Linked DNA regions of Mus musculus: regions 1, 2, 3, 4, 5 and 6 are each linked to region 7. Evidence: chromatin contacts called from public Micro-C and promoter capture Hi-C data. All regions are on one chromosome and are shown on one strand. The core of a region is the stretch at or near the end of the contact, and the rest is flanking DNA. Distances in the headings are between cores, read along the strand shown. Region 1 holds the start of Noct (nocturnin). Region 2 holds the start of 4930577N17Rik (RIKEN cDNA 4930577N17 gene). Region 3 holds the start of Rfxap (regulatory factor X-associated protein). Region 4 holds the start of Elf2 (E74-like factor 2). Region 5 holds the start of Exosc8 (exosome component 8). Region 6 holds the start of Naa15 (N(alpha)-acetyltransferase 15, NatA auxiliary subunit). Region 7 holds the start of Cog6 (component of oligomeric golgi complex 6).

Region 1 (2,700 bases), core at 32-2,531, 1.8 Mb before region 7:
ACTTGCTACCTTCTTATGACCCTTTGCCTTGCCTAATGACTCATGGGCGATTGATTGCTGTACAGATAAGAAAACTGAGCCTCAGACGCTAATAATGACCAGCTAAGGAGTTCCTGGCCCCGATGCTGTCATCGGCTTGTCAGCTGATTCATCCGTATCCTGTGGGTGTTAGATGTTTTAGGCCAGGTCTGGAAAGCATTTTGAATCCTTGGTGACGATACTCATTCAAAGTTTCTTTTCCATTCCCGGTTAGGGTTAGTCACTCCTTACACAACCTACCTGAGGTATTTCTTCAACTCATTCTCTCCTGCTTCCCTCTCCGCCTCCCCCCACCCCTTCCCTCTCCATACCCCCTTAGGTGAGAATGTGAGTCTTGGGCCTCTCAAGTGCTGTGTAAGTGCTCCACCACTGAGCAACATCTCCAGCATTTTCCTGGAACATATGGCATCCGATTAAAACACAGCTCTGACCATATCCTAGCATCCCTGCAACAGAGCTGACAAAAATAAGGGTTTTCTCAAGAGAATGTGGGTGTGTGCATCTGACTCTCAGACTATTGAAACAATGGACCCCCCAAGAAATGGGAATTTCCTTCAGGAAACTCCTGCTGGGAAAAGGAAAAGGCCTTTGCTTGAGGGGGAATTCTTTCAGGAAGCGGGAATTCACACAGTTCTATCTAGTCAGATCGCTTTGACCCGGACTGCTGAGATGTGCATACCCCTGGCCTTCTATTTGAACTTTAATCTCATTTTGGGATCCCAGAGAGAGGTTAACTCTTCGTCCTTCTACCCCATGTGGGCATATTAAGTACATCTCCTTTTTTCAGTTTTGTTCGTTTGTATTCTTGTTGTTGTTTTGAGGGTTTTGTTTGTTTGGTGTTTTTCTGTTTCTTTGTTTTTATTTTGAGACAGAGCTTCACTGTGTAGCTCTGGCCGGCCGGATCTCTCCAGACCATGTTGAAGATCCGGGCCCCTGCCCCAGTGCTGAGATTAAAGGCGGTCGCCCTCACCGCCGCACCTGCTTTCCACTTTCAATTTGGCTTTTTCAGTGGTTTATTGGATGGATAATGCTTTAAATTCGGTAACAGTCCAAATTACGTCTGGCCCATCCCAAGCAGTTGTTTTGGGTTGGGGGGGGTTGTTTTGTTTTGTTTCCCCCCCCCCTCCCCAATTCCCTTAGCCTTCATTTTCCATAACTACAGTGCTGTCTCCCAGGTGTGACTTCCAGCCCTCCAATCAGGGCCCAGCTAGCTCCAAGGCCAATTCCACCAGACCTTCTGGCAGGACTGACGCTCAACGCCCTGCAGTCCGTTTCCGCCTCTCGTGCCTGAGGGGCGGATGCTTGTCGCAGCCGCCACACAAGTAGCCAGCGCGTCCTGGTGCCTAATCTCCTTCAGCACCGCGGAGCGTGGAGCCCACAGCTCGGGGAGGACGTTCTCCCAGACACGCGCTCGCACACACTCAGCGCTGGCACCAACCCGGGATTCCCAGCCTGTGGACGCTCCCATTGCAGCCGGCGGGAGGGGACAGAGGCTCCCGGAACGCCTCTCTAACGAATCCCCGCGGTGTCAGCCAGCCCCCAGCCTCCGCCCCGTGGGAGATCTACAGTCGCTGTCACTGATCCAGACGGTCCATTCTCGGCCGGAGCTGTCCGGGTCTGACTGCGCCCTGGTCGTGCGCGCGGATCCCCCCCTCTGCAGCCACCGCGTGGTAGCGCCCGCTCCGCCGCCGCTCGCCGGTTGCTCCCCGGCGCTAGCTCCCTCGCCTCAGTGAGCCGCCGCTGCTGCCGCCGCCGCGTCTGCCTCCCGGCACAGCTCGCCCGGTCGGCGCCGAGGGACGAGGAGGAAGGAACACCCCGCAGCGCAGCGGTCCCGCGCCACCCCCACCCCACCGTCGCCCGCCCAGCTCGGCCCGGCTCGTCAGCGCGGCGGCGCCCGGCATGTATCAGAGCCCGCGGCGGCTCTGCTCGGCCCTGCTGCTCAGGGACGCCCCCGGCCTGCGCCGCACACTCGTGCCCGGCCCGCGCCGAACGCTCGCCCCGCCGGTGCTCGGATCTCGGCCCAAGTCCCCGCAACTGCAGGCGGCGGCGGCCTCGGGCGCCGCGAGGTCGCGTCCCCGAACAGGTGAGCGGGAGCGCGGAATGAATGGGCGCCGCGGGCTGGTCCCCTGCGTTCACCCCGGCGTCGCGTCGGGAGGGAGGGAACGCCGCTCAGGGGGCCTCGCTTTCCGCGTTCGTGTCTGATCCCCCTGAATCCCCGGTGGCCACAGTGACCCCAGTCGCTAACGTTTTGCTTTACCCCTCACCCCCACCCCCCGATGCAGGGCGGTAACGCTTTGGTTGCAGACGGCTTGTGGACATCCTCATGAAGGGGAAAAAATATCTAAAAATGGCATGATCTTGGGTTTGCAGGGCCTACAGGCTCTGAATCTTCTCAAAGCCCTGGTAGTAATAGCACATGTTAACTCGTTACGCTCATTAATTTATTTATGTTTTGGAAGGGGGGGAGTCTTCCACTTCGTCTTAAATCCCTGGTAAATCAACCTTTCATGAAGTCAGTTCTGTACATCATCTTGTGTTTTTTAAGTGTCTCCTTTCTGCCTAAAAGCAGATTGCGACGGTCACAAACTACATATAAATCAAGTATGGCTTTTAAATGAGTAGTTTCTCCCTCAAATCTAGCAATTACTTAATGTAGGCGCT
Region 2 (2,700 bases), core at 93-2,592, 1.7 Mb before region 7:
CAACAAGTGGTCTTAACCGAGGAGCATCTCTCCTGCCCCAAACAGTATCTCTTTAACTATACACACTCGACACTCAAAACACCACTAACCCAACATAAAACTGTACACTAATTCATACTGATCAATGGACTGACTTTAACAAGGACCCAAGTTCCATTATGTTCCTCTCCTTCAGTAAAAGTTCCTATTCAAAAAGGCATTTAAACGCTGCTCAATAAATTGTGATTTCCCTACTTTTGAAATGTGTAAAATATGCCTCAGCCAAAACACACTATTCAGCGTTATTGTTATATAGCACATGCAGTTCTATCAGTCCAGATTTTATTTATATTTAAAGTTCCGTTAAATTTAGAGATAAACATAATTTTTCCTCCAAACCGAACTGCTTTGTCCACCAAACTACCAATTTCAAGATCCCTAAAAACAATAGGTGCAAAAAGACTGTTCTGATCTTTTACAGCACTACCGTTTGGTTACAATTTCTCATCTTCCAATCCGACATCGATGGAGATGTGAAACAGAACCAGAGGAGGGACCGCATGCGCTTATAATTTCGGTAAGCAACAGTGTTCGAGCAGTGCCACATCGACCCGAGGCCCTCGCTGCGCTGTCTGCTAGCAAGTAAAGCTGCTTTTTCTATGTAACTTAAGTCCGTGCCCTTCCGCTGCAGCAGTGGCGCAGCACATCCCCCACCCCCGCGGCCACTTCCGTGTTTACACTCCTCTTCCCTCCAATTCCATGCGTACATTGTCAGCTTCACTCCCGCCCAATCTTCATTGGCCCGGCTCGGGCCCGTGGTCCCGCCCCCAGAAATCAACGTTCTTATTTGGAACAGCTCAGGGCGCAGATTGGAACCTCGGGCCTGTCAATCGCGCGCGTTCTGTCCTCTCCCAGGCGCTTCCGCTATGGTGGGAGGTTTGGGGGAGGGGAAAGGGGGCAATGCCGAGCCGAGACTTCCCCGGGGCCAGGACGCCCTCCCGCCCGCCCCGCTCCCCGCTTTCATCTTACTGTGGACCAAAATAAACGTCCCCCTCCGCTGTCCCGCAGCCCCGGGCCGGCTGCGCGGAATACACCCGGTGTCCTTCCCGTCCACCCTCAGTCACCCGCCCCACGAGGGAAGGAAGGGCAGCAGCCCGGTTCCCCCACGGCCGCCGTTAGCCGCGGCGGGGAGGTGCCGGGTCGGCGGCGTCCCACTCGGCACCGGGAAGTGGCCTCGGGACCGTTACTCGGGCGCCGCTCCGGGAGGGACGAGGCGGGAGGCCGGGCGGGCGCGTTTTGGCGGGTAGCGCCCGGGGGGGCCGCGGCGTCCATGCGGAAGTGGCGGCTATAGGAAGTGAGAGGCGAGGGCGGCGGGCGGCCAGCGCCCCCGGCCGCGGGCAGGGGCGGCCCTCTCGGCCGGACAGCGTGGCAGGCGGCGGGGACAACAGCTCCGCTCACTTCCTGGTTCCCCGGCAACTGGGGCGAAGCGCGCAACTCGCCCGCGCCGACTCCCCAACTTAGCCGCGGCTCCGCGCCCGGCCCCTGCCGCTGCCGCTGCTGCGCCGCCGCCGCCGCCGCTCTCCCCGGAGCGACAGCCCGGATCCGAGGCAGGTTACTCTCCAAGGTGATCACTTCCTGATTTGTCGCCTCCATTACTTCATTCACTCCCCCCTCTCCGCGGCCGCCCGGCTGCCGGAGACGGACACCGGACCCGGGGCGCTGACCGCCCCGGGGGACGCTCCCCGCCCGCCGGGCGCCCCCTCGCCCGCTGCACCGATGCACGGGAGAAAAGTTCCCCTGTGCTTACCGGCCCGGATGAGCAGATCCAGCTGGTTCGTGGGTCCCTCATGCAGAGACGTCGCCATGTTTATCCCGGGGCTGGAACTGCTGCTTCACATTGACTTACACCCTGAGCGGCGGCGACAGGGGAGAAGGCGGAACCCGCGGCCGGAGACACACGCCGTGCGGGCGGCACACACTCACGCACTCGCACACACTCCGACGCCCGGATCCTTGCGCGTCCTCCGACAGGAAGCGGCGGCCGGCCCGCCTCCCGCCGCCGGGCTCAGCAGCCCCACCACCTAACGGCAGGGGCGGCGGCGGCCCCGGCTGGCAACGCGATCCTTCCGCCCCGCGCCCAGACAGGAAGTCAGTCCCGGGCGCCGGCAGCCGGCGGCCGCACGGACACCTGAGGCTGGGGAGCCGCAGGCCGCCCTCGGGGACGCGGGCCTCGCCTCGGCAGGAAGAGGCGCGCTTCACGTTCTGCGGAAGCGAAGTCTGCAAATGTCCCCTCTGGAAAAGAGCCATGAATCAAATTTTTCTTCCTAGAAAAGACCTCATACCTAGTCCCGCAGCTGTACACGGAGGTGGCTTTTTAACTTGGGTTGGCCTTCCCGGCGCTTATGCAACATACAATCAGTTCAGTCGAAAGAACTGCACTTTAAAAAACTTGTACCTAGAAAATATTCTAGAAGCATCACTAAGGAAGTCAGGAGTCTCCAACTACTTCAAAAACTGACTTGGTCCTGTCTTCTCGACAGAAGTCAGAGTACACTAGACAGGTAATTAGTAAACAGAAAAGAGCCGCCCGGCAGCCTCGGGGAGACTGGAGTCGCTGGGTTTGCTGGTCATGAAATTCGTGTGCCCTCTCTTGTATTTGCTTGACTTGGACAAATGAACGTATTCGTTCATAGCTTAAAGATATCTTCAGACAGCTTTTAA
Region 3 (2,700 bases), core at 73-2,572, 1.8 Mb after region 7:
ACAACTCCAGGCCTTGCACTGTGTAGGTAGGATAATGCTAATACCACAAAAATCAGACGTTTATAGTAGCAATAATTTTGAGTCATCTAGGCCAAACTTCCACAAATGTTAGAAGTTCCCCTTCAAAAGGAACTTCTGTGGTAAGGAGTCTTTCTACTTTTTACGGGTTTTGTTTTGTTTTTTAAACAGCTCTAATACTTAGGTGGACTTTGCTGGGTCTGAGCTGAAATGCACACCACTTATAATTTTCACCTAACCAAAATAAATCCGAAGAAACACTAATTGGGCATTATCTTAAGGGCAAAAGACGAGGGAGCCGAGACTTAAGGGAGATGAATAATGGACCTAAATACAGACAGCTAGCAGCAGAAGCCCAATTGCAGGGCACTGGCGTCTCTCTTCCAAGCTTGACTTGAATCAAGCAACCGAGCAACGCCCATGTGTGCTGTAAGTTACTACCCCACTGTCAATCCAACTTTTCTCAGGGGCCAGGGAGTCTAAGAAAAAAAAACAAAGTCACCAAAGTTACAGAAAACCAACAGGGTGTGTCAATGTGCCGGATGCCTCGGGGTAGACACTGGGAAGGGTTTACTAAGGAGAGGTGTAGATCACCTCCAAAGTGCCCATGTCAGCTGGAGCAGAGGATGAGCCCTTGGGGAGACCCTGAGTGTGTACCAAGTAGGTTGGCACCCATCTGCCCTGGCCCCGGGGCCCCGAGGAGCAAGCATACCTCCAGTTTGACGTTGCCTGTGCTGGCCGCGGACGGGCCGCCAGAGCCCAGTGCCTGGTCGCTCTTCTTCTTCTTGTACTTGTCCTTGTACATCTTGTTGCGGTGCTTCTTGCACATCCAGGGCTTGCGCTGCTTGGCCACCTGGCTGGTGGTCTCGCGGCAGCCCTCGTACGTGCAGGTCTTGGAGCCTCGCCTGCGCGCTGCGCCGCCACCCTCCGCGTCCTCGTCCTCCAGCTCCTCCGGGCTGGCCGCACTCTCGCCGCCGCCCGCCGGGTCCGATGTGTCCAGCAGGTCGGCGTCGTCGTCCCCCGCCTCGTCCTCGGCGTCTGCCGCCGCCTCACTCCCCGCCAGGCCCGGCCTCAGAGCGCCGTCCGCCTCGGCCTCGTCCTGCCGCATCACCAGCACCGTCACCGGAGGGGCCGTCCGGGGACTGGCGGTGCTCGGCCCCGAGCCCTCGGGCACAGCCTGCGCCTCCGTGCTGCCGCCCGAGCCCGGGTCCGCCACCGCGGCCCGTCAGCTCTTGAGAAACACAACCGTACTCGACAAGCGGCAGCCCGCCGCACGTCCCGGAGCCGAACCGCCAGCACTGCACTGCGCGTGCGCCGTAGCGGTCCGCGAGCCTCTGCTTGGGAACGGCGAGAGGGGCGGGGTTGAGCAGGTGCGAGACAGAACCGACTGCGCCTGCGCGGCGGCCATCCGCAAGCGATTCCTAGGTGCAGGCTGACCAAGAACCCGGCTGACAGCCGGTCGTGGTGGCGCATGCCTTTAATCCCAGCACTCGGGAGGCAGAGGCAGGCAAATTTCTGAGTTCGAGGCCAGCCTGGTCTACAAAGTGAGTTCCAGGACAGCCAGGGCTACACAGAGAAACCCTGTCTCCTTCCAGGCGGGGCGGAGCGGCTGACAGAAGTCCCGATTGCGCATGCGCAGCTGTCCTCCGCTCGCCTGGCGCTCACCAGTTGGAAAGACTGGAGAATGGAGACTGGAGGACGGCCAGGAGACACTTTCTGCCTGGACCCATCCTCCCTGACGGGTTCAAAACGCGTCTCTCCTGGAACGTCTCTGGATAGATTAGGTTCCCGAGAGGCCTGAAGAGGAGTTTGAAACAACTCGAGGAGGAAACGGTTTATTTGGCTAATGCATCCCAGTCAAGTCCCATGGGGACATGGAGGAAAGCTTGCTCACAAGCTCTGGTTCGCCTTAGGGTTTCTACCCAGTGCGGACGCTCCTGCCTTTTCTGACATTCCCAGTAATGAGATTGTTGACTCATGTGACAGTTCTGTTTTTATTTTCCCCACAAGCTGCTCTCTGTCTTCCATAGTGGGTGCTCGGGTTGGCGTTCACACTAGCAGTGTAGGAGAGGTCCCTTTTCCCGTATTCCCCCAACCCCCGCCAGTGCTCGATAGATATCTTATCTCTGATAATAACCGTTTCATCTGGGATGAGATAGATAACACTGTTCTTCAGGATTAGGGATGTATATTACATACACCTGTTGGTCTTTGCATGCTTTCCTTTGTGAACCAACTACATCGCCCATTTCAATAGGATTATTAGGTTATTATTATTGTTATTACTTATTTTTATTACGTTTGTTTGAATTCTTTTCTTTCTTTTTTGTTTGTTTTTGTTTTTTTGAGACAGACAGGGTTTCTCTGTATAGCCCTGGCTGTGCTGGAACTCACTCTGTAGACCAGGCTGGCCTCGAACTCAGAAATCCACTCAGAAATCCACCTGCCTCTGCCTTCCCAGTGCTGGGATTAAAGGCGTGCGCCACCACGCCCAGCCTTTGTTTGAATTCTTTATTTGTTTGTTTATTTATTTATTATATGCAAGTACACTGTAGCTGTCCTCAGACACTCCAGAAGAGGGAGTCAGATCTCCTTACGGATGGTTGTGAGCCACTATGTGGTACCTTTGGAAGAGCCGTCGGGTGCTCTTACCCACTGAGCCATCTCACCAGCAGACATTCT
Region 4 (2,700 bases), core at 197-2,696, 1.7 Mb before region 7:
AAAGGATAACGTTAAATATTGAGATTTTAAATGTTGAAGACACATCAGACTTCAACTTCTTGTATTTACTGGATGTATCAACTACAGCCACATGCCTTCTATAAATCTTATTCCTAAATCCCTTTAAACATAATTCAACAGTTCCCAGTCTCATACGAAGTCATTCAACACTCTAAAGAAACTGTAACCCACAAATATACAATCTTATCTCAGTAGGGCCCGGATGGACATTGTCCACTAGAGAAAGTGAGCAGTTTGCCTCTCAACTGAGACTTGGAGAAAAAAACAAAAACAAAAGTCTTGAGCTCAGAGGCGCAGTTTTTATTATACTTTCTCACTGTCGGATTAAAGCATAAACCACAGAGTAATGTCATGAACACGAGAAAGATGTTCCAGGGTTACAATGACGCGTCCCCCATCTTATTGATAGAGTACTAAGAACTTAAAGAAAGGGTATACAGCTGAGAACGTGGTTCCCATAAGGACAGTCCACCAAGTTGGTCCGTGGGTTATTTTTCCGTCCTTTGCTGACAGAGTAAAAATGTCCCACTAAAGTCTTGAGTGGGTCCGGCCGCCGCGCGCAGCGCCGCTGAGGCAGAATCGGTACCGAGGCGCGCGGGGCGCCCACGACACTCTCCGCGAGATGCCCTAAGGGCCAGCACCGCCGGCGGAGGACCCCGGAGGAGACTCTGGACCTAGGCGCTTCCAAGAGCCCCAGGGTTTTTTTGTTGTTTTGTTGCAAACACAGATAGTGATCGCAGCCTGGCTCCCCGGGGAACCAGGAGAAGGCGGCGACGGAGGGCCGGCGGAGAGTGAGAATAAAAGAACGGCGGAGTACAACCTGTCGTGCCCGCCCCGGCGGCGGGGAGCAGGCCCGACGGCGACGGAAACTGCCGCCCGGGACGCGCTGCCCCGGCAGCCCGGCCGCCGCGCGATGACTGGCGCCGCGAGGTAAACAGCGCGCGCCGCGGTCCCTCGGCGCCACGACCGTTGCCCCGGGCCGCTCCGGTGCGGGCTCCCGCCCTGCCCCCAGCTCCGCCGGTGTCACCGCCCCAGCCTCCGGAAAGCCCCTCCGCCGCCGCCCGAGCAAACAACACAGGCGCGGGGCGGGGGCGCCCGGGAGGAGGCGACACTCGGGACGGCCGGGCTGGCTCGCCGCGCCCTCCCTCTCCCTCCCGCTCGCTCCCGCCGGCCTCCGCCGTCCCCGCGCTCTTACCTGCTCTCCCTCCACGTCGCCGAGTCCCTTGCCCTTCCCTCAGGGCCGCAGACCGGCCGAGACGCCGCAGCCGCCCGCCGTTGGCCCGGCGTCCTGCGGGAAGCCGAGGGGGCCTCCCCTGGCCACCGCGCGAGCCGCTCCGCACCACAGGACGAGACAAAACCGCGCTGCGCCCCCCGCGCGCGCCACCCTACAGATCCCCCCCAACCGCCGAGGCGACGGCGGCGACACAGCCGGGCGCGGGGAAGCTGCGGCCGGCCCCCGCCCTCCGCACCCGCCTCGGCTCCTCCCCCTCGGCCTCCTGCCGCCGCCACCAGGACACTGGAGTCCGCCTCCCCCACCCGGCCGCTCCGCGCGCTCCTCCCTCCCCGCGCGCCGCCGGGGGAGGCGACACCGCCAGTCACCGCAGCGCCTGTCAAACCGGGCCGGCTATTTATACTCCCCACCGCCCTCGGGCCCCCCGCAGCCCGCCTCCTGCGCTCTCGAATCCCGCCCTCTTCTCAGCGCCCAACTTCGCCCGAACCCGCCTGCTCAGGTGGAGACGCTCGCCACTCGTCCCGCTCCGCGTCCCCGGGGCTTCCCCACTCCCCCACGTCGCGCGCTGCACTGCGCTGCGGACGCGGGACCAGCGCGTGGGGACGGCGGGGCCGCGCGTGCACCTGCAGCCCGGCCGGGACGACACGCGCACCTCTTGGGCCACTCTCAGGTCTTTGCTGTCACCCCTCATCACCCCCCTTCCAACTCCGGACTCCCCTCCCAAGACCTCCAGGGACCGCTCTGCACTCGTAGATTAAGCATTAGGGAAGTGAGCGATTGCAAAATAAAACTCTTGTCAGCCCGGGTGTTCAGAGTCCCCGCGCGTCTCCCGGGCTCCGCGGATGGTGGCGGCGCTGGCGGGCAGGAGCGCGCGGCCCGCCCCACCCGGCCACTGACGCACGTGGCGCCCCGCCCCGCCCGTTTCGCGGCCCGGGGCGCCGCCCGCTCCGCCTCCCAGCTCGTCCACCCCGGACCCCGCCCCGTTCCCAGAAATTACCACCGCCCAACGGCCCGGCTGCGCGGCGGTTGGTGCCCGCGGTGGCCGGCGGGCGGGCGGCCCAGCGCGCAGCTGCGGAGCGCGGCGGGCGGCCCCCGTTCGGGGGGGTCCCGGGGAGCCGCGACCGCCCGCCCCAGTCTTTGTCGCTTCTAGTCCCGTCCGCCTCCGAGAAGTAACTCAAGTCCCGAGATCTTCAGAGCCAGGGTGAAGGAGCGCGTGTGTGTGGAGGAAGAGTATCTTGTTCCAAGTGTCCACGAATTGGGGAAAAAAAAGGGGCGAAGCCAGCGGGAGCTGCAGGCTTCTGGTTTGCACACTTTCACACAAAGGGGAGCCTCTGAGCAGGGCACTCTCACGCGCCTTCCAGGGCACAAAAGCCAATGACACGGTGCCCGGGATGTCCTGCGTTTGCAGCGGCTCGCTAATGGTCTTTCTTAGGCGCAGTTATGCATGC
Region 5 (2,700 bases), core at 154-2,653, 1.7 Mb after region 7:
TAAAGTTTAGATCAACTACAAGGTTGGTGTGATGATAAAAATCTCTTAACATCACCCGATTGCGTTAGACATAGTAGAGCTGGCTGAAAAACTACGTGACACCAAGGATGTCCCACCCAACTAAAAGGAAGTTTATCTTCACCTATGTTGACAGTTGTGGCTCTGAATTCACCAAGTTCTCTTCCATCAGGACGGCAGTTTTCCTTCTAAATGTTTATAAGGAAACGGGTCATAGATGTATTTCGGGTACGCAGCATTAAGCCTCATTCATTTAAATGAACCGAAGCTTGGTGTTTTTACCCACAGCTCTAACGTACAAAACCACCTTCACTCACCAGAAATCTCCTGTAATACTCCAGCGGCTCCACAGTTCTGAAACAATGTTTAAAACGTGTCTCAGTCAGTGCGTCCTAAAGCAGAAACCCAGAACTTGAGAGTGTGGTGTCTGAGGCGTGATCTCGACAGGCTCAGGCGTTTGAAACTGTGTGGCCCGTATTTATAAAAGCCACACAGCAGCAACCGGTTTCCAGCGGTGACCTTAACTGTGCCATAGTCAGGAGGAACAGAGGCCCTTGGCACACCCAGAAGAGGGTCAACCTGGGTGTCAGTCACATCACTCGTGCTCTGAAGCAGGGACCTTAGCGTGACTTCGCGCCGTTATAAACCACACTCGCCAGCATCCACAACTTTACCACGGAAGAGTGTATTGTACATACGTTTGGCCTCCTCGCCGACCCGCGGCCACAAGTGACTGCAGGTAGGTACGGTGCACGCACCGCAGACGCGAGTTTGCAGGCTGCACGCGTGGGCGGCTCCGGGTTTAACCAGAGCGCGCCCAACGCTTTCCCAGTCCCTTCCGAGGGCGGCCCTGCGTGGAGAGCGGCGTGGCCCTCGGCTAAGAGGTCCGGGCCGTCCTGGATGCAGTGTCCCTCAGCGCCTCGAGTGGGCAGAGCCCTCCCGCGGCCCCGCGAGTCCTCGGGGGGGCCCCCACCCGCCGCCGCGCGCCACACCCGCACCCGGGCCCTCTTTGCGCGCGCCGCCACTCACTTGAACCCAGCCGCCATTTTTCCGGCCCGCTCTGCGCCTGCGCAGCCCTCCGCGCCTGCGCCCTCCGGTCGCCAGGCGTGCCTCCAGCCCAGGGCACTCGGAGGGATCCTGGGTTAGGGAAGTGCAGCTACCGTGTTCCTGCGCCCGAGGCATTAACGCCAGCTCCGGCCACCCCGAGCGTCCCGCTAGTCGCCAATCTCGCGGGGTCCCACGGGCCCGCGCGCTTGTGCACGAACACACTCCCACACACACGCAGGCGCACGAGATGAAAAGGGGGTGACCCTAAAACCCTCCACGGCGCCGGGCATCCTTAGATGGCTGCTCTGCACGGCGCGAGGGGTGAAGCCAGTGCACAGGTCCAGGGCTTTGACTTGCCGCACTCGGTGACCGGCCTGCAGTCCTCGGCGGAGCCGCGCGGGGGCGCTGCGGGGAGGCCTCGGCTTTCCTGCCGTGGCGGGGCACGGCCAGGCGGGGGCGCTGCGGGCGGCGGGCGAGGGCTAGGCCGGCCTCTCCTGCGGGGCCGGCTGGGGCGGGGCGCGGCGCCGCACCGCGCTTCCGCAAGTGTGGAGCTGCGGGATGGCTACGCTGCTACTGCAGCTGCTGGGGCTCGGCGTGGCGCTGGCGGCTGCCGCGCTCATTCTGGTGAGACCGTGGTGGAGTCCGGTGCTCCGGGTGTCCCTTCCGCGCTTCCCTCGCGTGCTTGGCTCCCTTGGCCTCAGATTCCCTGAAATCCTTTGAACCTTTGTTCCCCTTTGGAACCCTATTTGAGTGCCCAGAGCCTCCGCCCAGCTTTTCGGGGCTCCTGCTTCTGAACCCCCGCCTGTCACCCCTCCACGCCACTCCCCAGTCTTCTTCCTGGGGCTCCCATATGCACTGCAGCTGGAAAGAGCGGCCGATCCATAAGGCTAGGGACGATGGGTCAGCAAAAGATAGGCCCAGACGGCGTTCTATTCATTTTGGCCAGGGGTCTTTTTGTTTTGTTTTGGGTTTTTTTGCTTGAGAATCAGGCACCTTAGCGTTTTCTTTGCCATTCCTGTAGAAACGTGGCAGACCCCTTCTGATTATGTAGAAGAGGACATATTTGCCAACTAAACTCTGCCACATAGTTTGAAAAGGAGCCTGTAACTCATTCAGAAAGCAGATTCTGAAAAGCTTGCCTGTATTGAGACAGGTGGCCAGAAAGGCCTCTGCCACCTAGCCAATGTACATGTGCACATGCACAGTCTTGGAGTGGTGTAGCCAGATGACTGTCGCTGTGTGTCCGGTGAAGCCAGGCGCCCTCTCTCACTAAAATGCCTTCTTTAAAGGCTTGGAACAAATCTGAACTTTGTTGGCCACGTTCCGGGTTGTGGCCACTTTACTTTGAATCCTTTATACAGACTTAGCTGACTGTGTGTGCACGATGAGGCTGTGTGGACTGTACTAGATCCCACTGGCTTGAACGAGTAGAGGTACCCTTTATTTTACTGCAAGCATGTTGCACTTGGTGTGCAGTGCGTTGCATCTTGAAGCCTACTTTCCATCTGCCTGTTGGCATTCTTTCTCTCCGCCCACTTTTTTTTTTTTTTTTTTTTTTTTTTTTTGAGACAGGGTTTCTCTGTATAACTCTGGCTATCCTGGAACTCACTTTGTAGACCAGGCTGGCCTCGAACT
Region 6 (2,700 bases), core at 64-2,563, 1.6 Mb before region 7:
CTATGAACTCCCTCTCCAGCCCAGAATTCACTTGTTATTTATGTGTGCCAACATGGAGGTTAGAGAACAACTCTTTGGAGCCTTTTCTCTTTTTCCATCTTCATGTGAGTTCAGGGGTCAAATTCAGGCTGTCAGGCTTGCAAAGTAAGTGCCTTAATCCACTGAACCATCTCACCAACTTAATTTTCCTAAATCTTTAGAGAGATTAGTGTTCAAGGATACCCCAGGATTTGCCTGCTCTAAGCTTGCTCCCTTTTTGGTTTTTAAGAGATCGAATTCCAGGATAGCCAGGGAAACACTGGGAAATCCTGTCTCAAAACAAAACAAACAAAAACAGACCTAAAGGAGCTAAACTGCTGCACATCTTTATGACTCAGGATGCACAGATTACTAGAAGGTCCACATGAGATAATCAAGGGTAAAATGGCTCTTGTGACTCAATGGCTTGCCATTTTGTAAAGTTTTATTGTTAACTGTAATGAAACGTCTGGATCCTCTTCTCTCTCAGGCCTGACCTTGCTCAGTGGAGTCTGGCCTCTAAGGATTGAGGATTTCTGTTAACAGGCAGTTCAACAGATACAACCCTAAGCATGAATTAGAAGCCAACTCCAGGAGTCTCGGCCCTCAACTCCACCACATTAAGGTGACTCACACAGCCAGTTCCTCAACCTCGCATTATATGACTTCAGCAATGAAATAAATATACCTCAACCTTCAGAGGCTCCTTTGGCAGTATAAGTATGTCACTTCGGATCTGGCCAACACCTTTCCTGGCTATCTCTAGCAATAGTCAACAAAAATCACTGATACCCTAGCCAGCCGGGGCCCATTTCATAGGTCAAGCTCTTAGAGGCTTTTCAAGATGATTAAGCCCTCTTTTTCGGATCGGTTCACAAATTACCCTTCGCTCCCTTCTGTACACAATACAGGCACTTGGGCCTAGAACCATTATACCTCTTCTTAAAACATCTCCATTTTGGCACTTGATACTCAAGCTATGATGACACCATCTGGGTGAGTCTACCCCACCGAGAGAAAGGCAGGCCGGTCTAGCGAGAAGGGGCAGAAAGTCTGTTTCCAGAGAGGAGGCGGCGGCGGCGGAAGCGTCATTGGCGGCCCTCCCAGGCACACGGCACTGGCAGGACCGGCAGAGCCAACTCTGAAATCCGCGGCTCCGCAGGCCGGCCCGGCCTCCGCGTTCCCGGCAGGCTCCGGTGCATCGAGGGTGGGGAAGAGCGGGTCACCGCGCCTGCGCGTTGGGAGGTGTGACCCGGGTGGGAAAGCCCTCCGAGTCCGCCATTTTGGCTGCCTCTGTCGGTCTTTTCAGTTACCACGTGAACCGCCGACGGAGACCCGGGAGGGGGGAGGTGGCGGCGGCGTTAAGTGAGAAAGGGGGAAAAGGAGGAGAGAGAGAGAGAGAGAGAAAAAAAAGAAAAGAAAAAAAAAAAGAGGCGAAGGGAGTGTCAGGACAGGGCGGGCGCGGCGACCCCGGAGGCCTAGTGGCGGCGGAGTGAAGGCTTCAAGGCTGAAGTGAGCTCGGGAACGGCAGTGGCGGCGGCGGGCGGACAAACGGACTGAGCGAGCCGGGCGGTGGCGGGAGCCGCGGGAGGAGCCGGAACCATGCCGGCCGTGAGCCTCCCGCCCAAGGAGAACGCGCTCTTCAAGCGGATCTTGGTGAGTGTGAGGCGGCGAGCGGGCACCGGGGATGGTTTCGCTGGGAGCCGGGCCTGTCAGCCCCGAGCCCGGGCGGGCGAGCGGGCACCCGGCCACCCCGCGGGGACCCCACCTCGGCTGTGCTGGCTGGCGGGGCGCACTCTCAGCTCTCGTCTCGCCCCGGGAGCGCCCCCACCTCCGTCCGCGCGCCGCGGCCCGCGGGCTTCGAGGCCTCGGTTCCGGACTAGGCCCCGACTCCCCGGCATCCGCACGGCTCGGCTGCCGTTTACCCTCCTAGAGCGAAGGGAGGAGCAGCCTGGCCTTGAGCGGGGCAGCGGGCCGCACGGGCCGGGAGTCGCGGCCCCGCTCCGGACAGGGATTCTGCCGGCTGGTCGGGGTGGCACCCTCGGAAGGAACAGGTGGTGTGGCCGAGGCAGGGACTCATTCATTGCTTGAAAGCACTTCTCCCTCTCCGGCCCCGTCCCTCCCTCTTCCTCCCCATCTGGGATTCACCGGTCCCCGCCCGGCCGGGGGTCACTGTTGGACTCGAAAGAATGGACTCTTGTAGAAGCGGAGGCTACTCTGTCACCTCCATCCAGGCACTTGCATACTTGATCCTGCAGCCCCTCGGCCTCTTTTTTTGGGAGTGGGAAACGCAGCATTTGTTTGTTAGTTGGAGAGCAAAACGGCCCCACCCCGACACCCTTCTCCGGGAGGTGGGACTCATTTCTAGGGGCGGTCCGGTAGGAAGTTTCAGTACAGACTCCCCCTCCACCCCTTACTCTGAAGTTTTAAAAATAGCGGTGCAAAAACTTAGCAGGAGATAATAGAAGTGTCTTCTAAGATGGATCTTGTTGACGCTATCTCAAACTCATCCCCTGTGCTTCAGATGTTTGCGGTTTGCATAAAAATACACGCAGTGATAACTTGCGGGGGTATGGGCTTGAATCTGTTTACATTGTAAACTATGCCCTGCTTTATCGGCTCTGTCATTAATACATTGTAGCAGTTTTTGTTGTTAGTGTGAGGGTAGCTTCTTTTATACAA
Region 7 (2,700 bases), core at 34-2,533:
CACAGCCCCTCTCCCCTCCCTCCATTCCTCCTCCATTTCTGAGAAGGCAATTCTTTATGTAGTATATGTTCTGAGAGACTGTAAGTGAATTGTCAAAGTGTAGAAAGTTATAGCACCAAGTATCATGAGATAAAAATATGTACATTTATACTGGTTTGGTGCAAAAGAAACTGATTTTAGTATGCCAATTATAAATCAATAGCTCAAACACCTTTATTAATTAAAACAGAAACCTTTACAATGGACACATTTTTGCCAATGAGTTCTGGATTCTGTGAACTCTTAGGGAGCTTCCAGTTGTTTGTGAACGTGTTTTTTCCTGCACAAAGTTGTCAAGATGCTTGAAGAAGTGAGAGCCAAAGTCAGATAAATGCAGGCAAAACTTTATAGCTCGATTCACTCAAATTGCAAAGAGTGGCTTGTGTGCCTGGCAGTTGGGAGTGCTGGAGAAACGGGTCTACTATGTTGACCAGTCCTTGCAGCAGGGTTTGAAGTACTGTGGTTCACAGGGATTCAGAAAGTTTTATTCATCAGACCCGCAGCAAATTTCTCAAATCAGCGACCATGACGTTTTTGTTTTGTTTTGTTTTTTCTCGCTGTTTTGTGGACCTAAGGTCCGCTTTGAGAAGCGCTTTGTAGTTTCTTCTTGATGCTAACACTGGGCTTGTCATCCCAAGCTGTCCTACTCAGTATGGCTTTTGGTAGCATGTCACAACCCTATCTAGCCCAGGGCTTTATTTATAACTCAGCATGTTAATGTTCTGTTTTTGACACACAGGAGTCAAATTCTTGTTGACAGCTTATTTTTACTTACTTCTATCTTTACCCACGTCTTTACGGCTCCCACCTTACTGTATTCTTTTGTGCCACGTAGGCACGGCTATACCTGGCTACTCAAAGCTGCAGGGGAGACAGCCAGCTCTGATAAGAGCCGCGAAGTACTGCTCTAGACGGTTAAGGGGAGGGCGTGCGGGAAGGAGTTCAAGTAAAGGACACAGCAAGAGCGCAAGGGCAGGGCACAGCTACCCCAAAAAGCGCTTCCCTACGCCTAGGACAGCAGCAGCTTCTGCCCGAGACCAGGGGTCCGCCCCGCCCCCTCCGGTTACCTTGTCATTTTCTAGCCGTGTCTCCAGGATCTTGTGCAGCTTACGCGACAGCGGATTGTTGGGCTGCGCGGGGGTCGCACCTGCCCCATTACTGAAGCCATTGGCGGCCCCGGAGGCGGGGACCGCAGCCACCTCCCCGCTGGCGTCAGCCATCGCTGACAGACCCGGCGTAACGGAAGCACTGCGCTTGTGCACTCACTCGCGCATGCGCACACCTGGCCGCGCATGCGCACCGCGATCCGAGACGCTCTACCTGCCCGGTTTACTTTAAAATCCTGGGAGGCGAGGACACGCTCAGAAGAGATTGGAGGTTGTCTACAAAGTGAGTTCCAGGACAGCCAGGGCTATACAGAGAAACCCCTGTCTCGAAAAACTAAAAAAAAAAAAAAAAAAAAAACAAACAAACAAAAAAAACCCAACAACAACAACAACAAAAAAAAGAGGTTGGAGGTTGTAAAAGAGACTTCAGGAATCTGAATCTTGAAAAAAAAAGCCAAAGTAATAATGTAAAATATGTAAAGTAATAATGTAAAGTATATGTAAAATATGCCGAAACCAGTAGCTGGCATGCATGCATGATCAACAGAACTGATTGCAATTAAATTTCGTTTATCTGAATTCATCATTCTGAAAAGCATCAATCGAAGCTAGAGTATTTGCCAGGGCTGCTGGTGTGCACTGACATAAATAATAAACAAGACAGTAAACAGAAGGCAATGAAGAGACAGAGGAAAGAAATGAAATGCAGGCCAAAGTGGTTACTCAAGAAGGCTTGGAAGGACCTGGCCTTTAATTTCAGATTTAAAAGAGACCTAGAGCTGTGAGAAATCTCCAAATAGGAGAAAGCCTACATGTAAAGGCCCAGAAACAAGGAACTTTGCATTCTCACAAACTGACCAAAGGCAGTGTAGCTGGAAAGCAGTGGGCAAGAAAGTGTTTCTCCTGTATGCATGTGTGTATGTGTGTATGCATGCATGCATGGATGTGCACTGTATACATGCAGTCCCAGTGGAGGCCAGAAAGGGCGTCATGTCCCCCTAGAGCTGGGGTTATGATGGTTCCAATCCGGGGTCCTAAGAACTGAACCTAGGTCTTACACAAGAGCAGCTGTGCTCTTAACCACAGAGCCATCTCTTCAGCCTGCGATATCACTTTTTGATTTACAAAACACGGTGACAATTATCAATAATGGCCATACTGTGATAGTGTTAACTGATCTTTTTTATTACACCTGCAAGTTCAGATTCACATTATCGAGCTAGTCTTATTTATTGGCAGTTGCTCTGTGGTAGCAACTCTCTCGCCATAACATGTTACTGGGCACAGGCACCCAAAATTTCAAATCTCTATATACTAATTCCTGCAATCTTCTTTAATCCTTTTCAGCTACTACAGCAAAATGCTCTATACTTGGTAGCTTACAAACAATAGAAATTTATTTCTGATTGTTCTGGAGGATGAGAGGTCCAGAGTCAAGGCACCAATGGCCCTGGGTTCTGCTGGGGTCCCTTTCTGTGTTCATGGATGGACATGTTTGTGCTACTAACCTCATCTGATAGATTGGAGGGATGAGCTGGCTCTCTGAGAGCTGTCT

What was found. Promoter capture Hi-C pulls out the DNA fragments that hold promoters and counts their contacts. Hi-C and Micro-C count contacts between places; a contact is called where the count stands out from the background.
Region 1: a contact with region 7 is called in a promoter capture Hi-C map of pre-B cells. The contact joins the promoter of Noct here to the promoter of Cog6 in region 7. A contact is called at or near these places in 3 of 39 promoter capture datasets (the C10 cell line, neutrophils and pre-B cells) and 1 of 9 other capture datasets (liver).
Region 2: a promoter capture Hi-C map of pre-B cells shows a contact between it and region 7, with 5 times the contacts expected there. The contact joins the promoter of 4930577N17Rik here to the promoter of Cog6 in region 7. A contact is called at or near these places in 3 of 39 promoter capture datasets (the 3T3-L1 cell line, liver and pre-B cells).
Region 3: a promoter capture Hi-C map of pre-B cells shows a contact between it and region 7, with 3 times the contacts expected there. The contact joins the promoter of Rfxap here to the promoter of Cog6 in region 7. A contact is called at or near these places in 3 of 39 promoter capture datasets (erythroid cells, liver and pre-B cells) and 1 of 115 datasets of contacts at active chromatin or transcription factors (astrocytes).
Region 4: a Micro-C map of palatal mesenchyme shows a contact between it and region 7, with 3 times the contacts expected there. The contact joins the promoter of Elf2 here to the promoter of Cog6 in region 7.
Region 5: a promoter capture Hi-C map of liver shows a contact between it and region 7, with 2.8 times the contacts expected there. The contact joins the promoter of Exosc8 here to the promoter of Cog6 in region 7. A contact is called at or near these places in 6 of 39 promoter capture datasets (the 3T3-L1 cell line, embryonic stem cells, hematopoietic stem and progenitor cells and 3 more), 1 of 115 datasets of contacts at active chromatin or transcription factors (embryonic forebrain) and 1 of 9 other capture datasets (liver).
Region 6: a promoter capture Hi-C map of pre-B cells shows a contact between it and region 7, with 9 times the contacts expected there. The contact joins the promoter of Naa15 here to the promoter of Cog6 in region 7. A contact is called at or near these places in 8 of 39 promoter capture datasets (the 3T3-L1 cell line, 3T3-L1-derived adipocytes, the C10 cell line and 5 more), 1 of 484 Hi-C or Micro-C datasets (CD8 T cells), 4 of 115 datasets of contacts at active chromatin or transcription factors (double positive thymocytes, embryonic forebrain, neural tube and 1 more) and 2 of 9 other capture datasets (adipose tissue and liver).

What each region holds. Positions count from the first base shown.
Region 1 is chr3:51,223,166-51,225,865 of GRCm38.p6, forward strand. Noct (nocturnin) reads left to right here and starts at 1,282. Exons shown (of 3, transcript NM_009834.2): 1 at 1,282-2,122. The coding sequence starts at 1,939.
Region 2 is chr3:51,275,419-51,278,118 of GRCm38.p6, forward strand. It overlaps 4930577N17Rik (RIKEN cDNA 4930577N17 gene), which reads left to right and starts at 1,343. Exons shown (of 1, transcript NR_073429.1): 1 at 1,343-2,700. All of the region lies in intron 4 of Elf2 (E74-like factor 2), which reads right to left.
Region 3 is chr3:54,806,469-54,809,168 of GRCm38.p6, forward strand. Rfxap (regulatory factor X-associated protein) reads right to left here and starts at 1,323. Exons shown (of 3, transcript NM_133231.2): 1 at 731-1,323. The coding sequence starts at 1,207.
Region 4 is chr3:51,339,198-51,341,897 of GRCm38.p6, forward strand. It overlaps Elf2 (E74-like factor 2), which reads right to left and starts at 1,447. Exons shown (of 10, transcript NM_023502.2): 1 at 1,217-1,447.
Region 5 is chr3:54,733,961-54,736,660 of GRCm38.p6, forward strand. Exosc8 (exosome component 8) reads right to left here and starts at 1,404. Exons shown (of 11, transcript NM_027148.3): 1 at 1,048-1,404; 2 at 336-372; 3 at 143-206. The coding sequence starts at 1,064. It overlaps Alg5 (asparagine-linked glycosylation 5 (dolichyl-phosphate beta-glucosyltransferase)), which reads left to right and starts at 1,579. Exons shown (of 10, transcript NM_025442.3): 1 at 1,579-1,689. The coding sequence starts at 1,624.
Region 6 is chr3:51,414,703-51,417,402 of GRCm38.p6, forward strand. It overlaps Naa15 (N(alpha)-acetyltransferase 15, NatA auxiliary subunit), which reads left to right and starts at 1,314. Exons shown (of 20, transcript NM_053089.3): 1 at 1,314-1,674. The coding sequence starts at 1,621. It overlaps LOC108168868 (a long non-coding RNA gene), which reads left to right and starts at 1,681. Exons shown (of 2, transcript XR_001783830.2): 1 at 1,681-2,072.
Region 7 is chr3:53,015,940-53,018,639 of GRCm38.p6, forward strand. It overlaps Cog6 (component of oligomeric golgi complex 6), which reads right to left and starts at 1,284. Exons shown (of 19, transcript NM_026225.3): 1 at 1,107-1,284. The coding sequence starts at 1,259.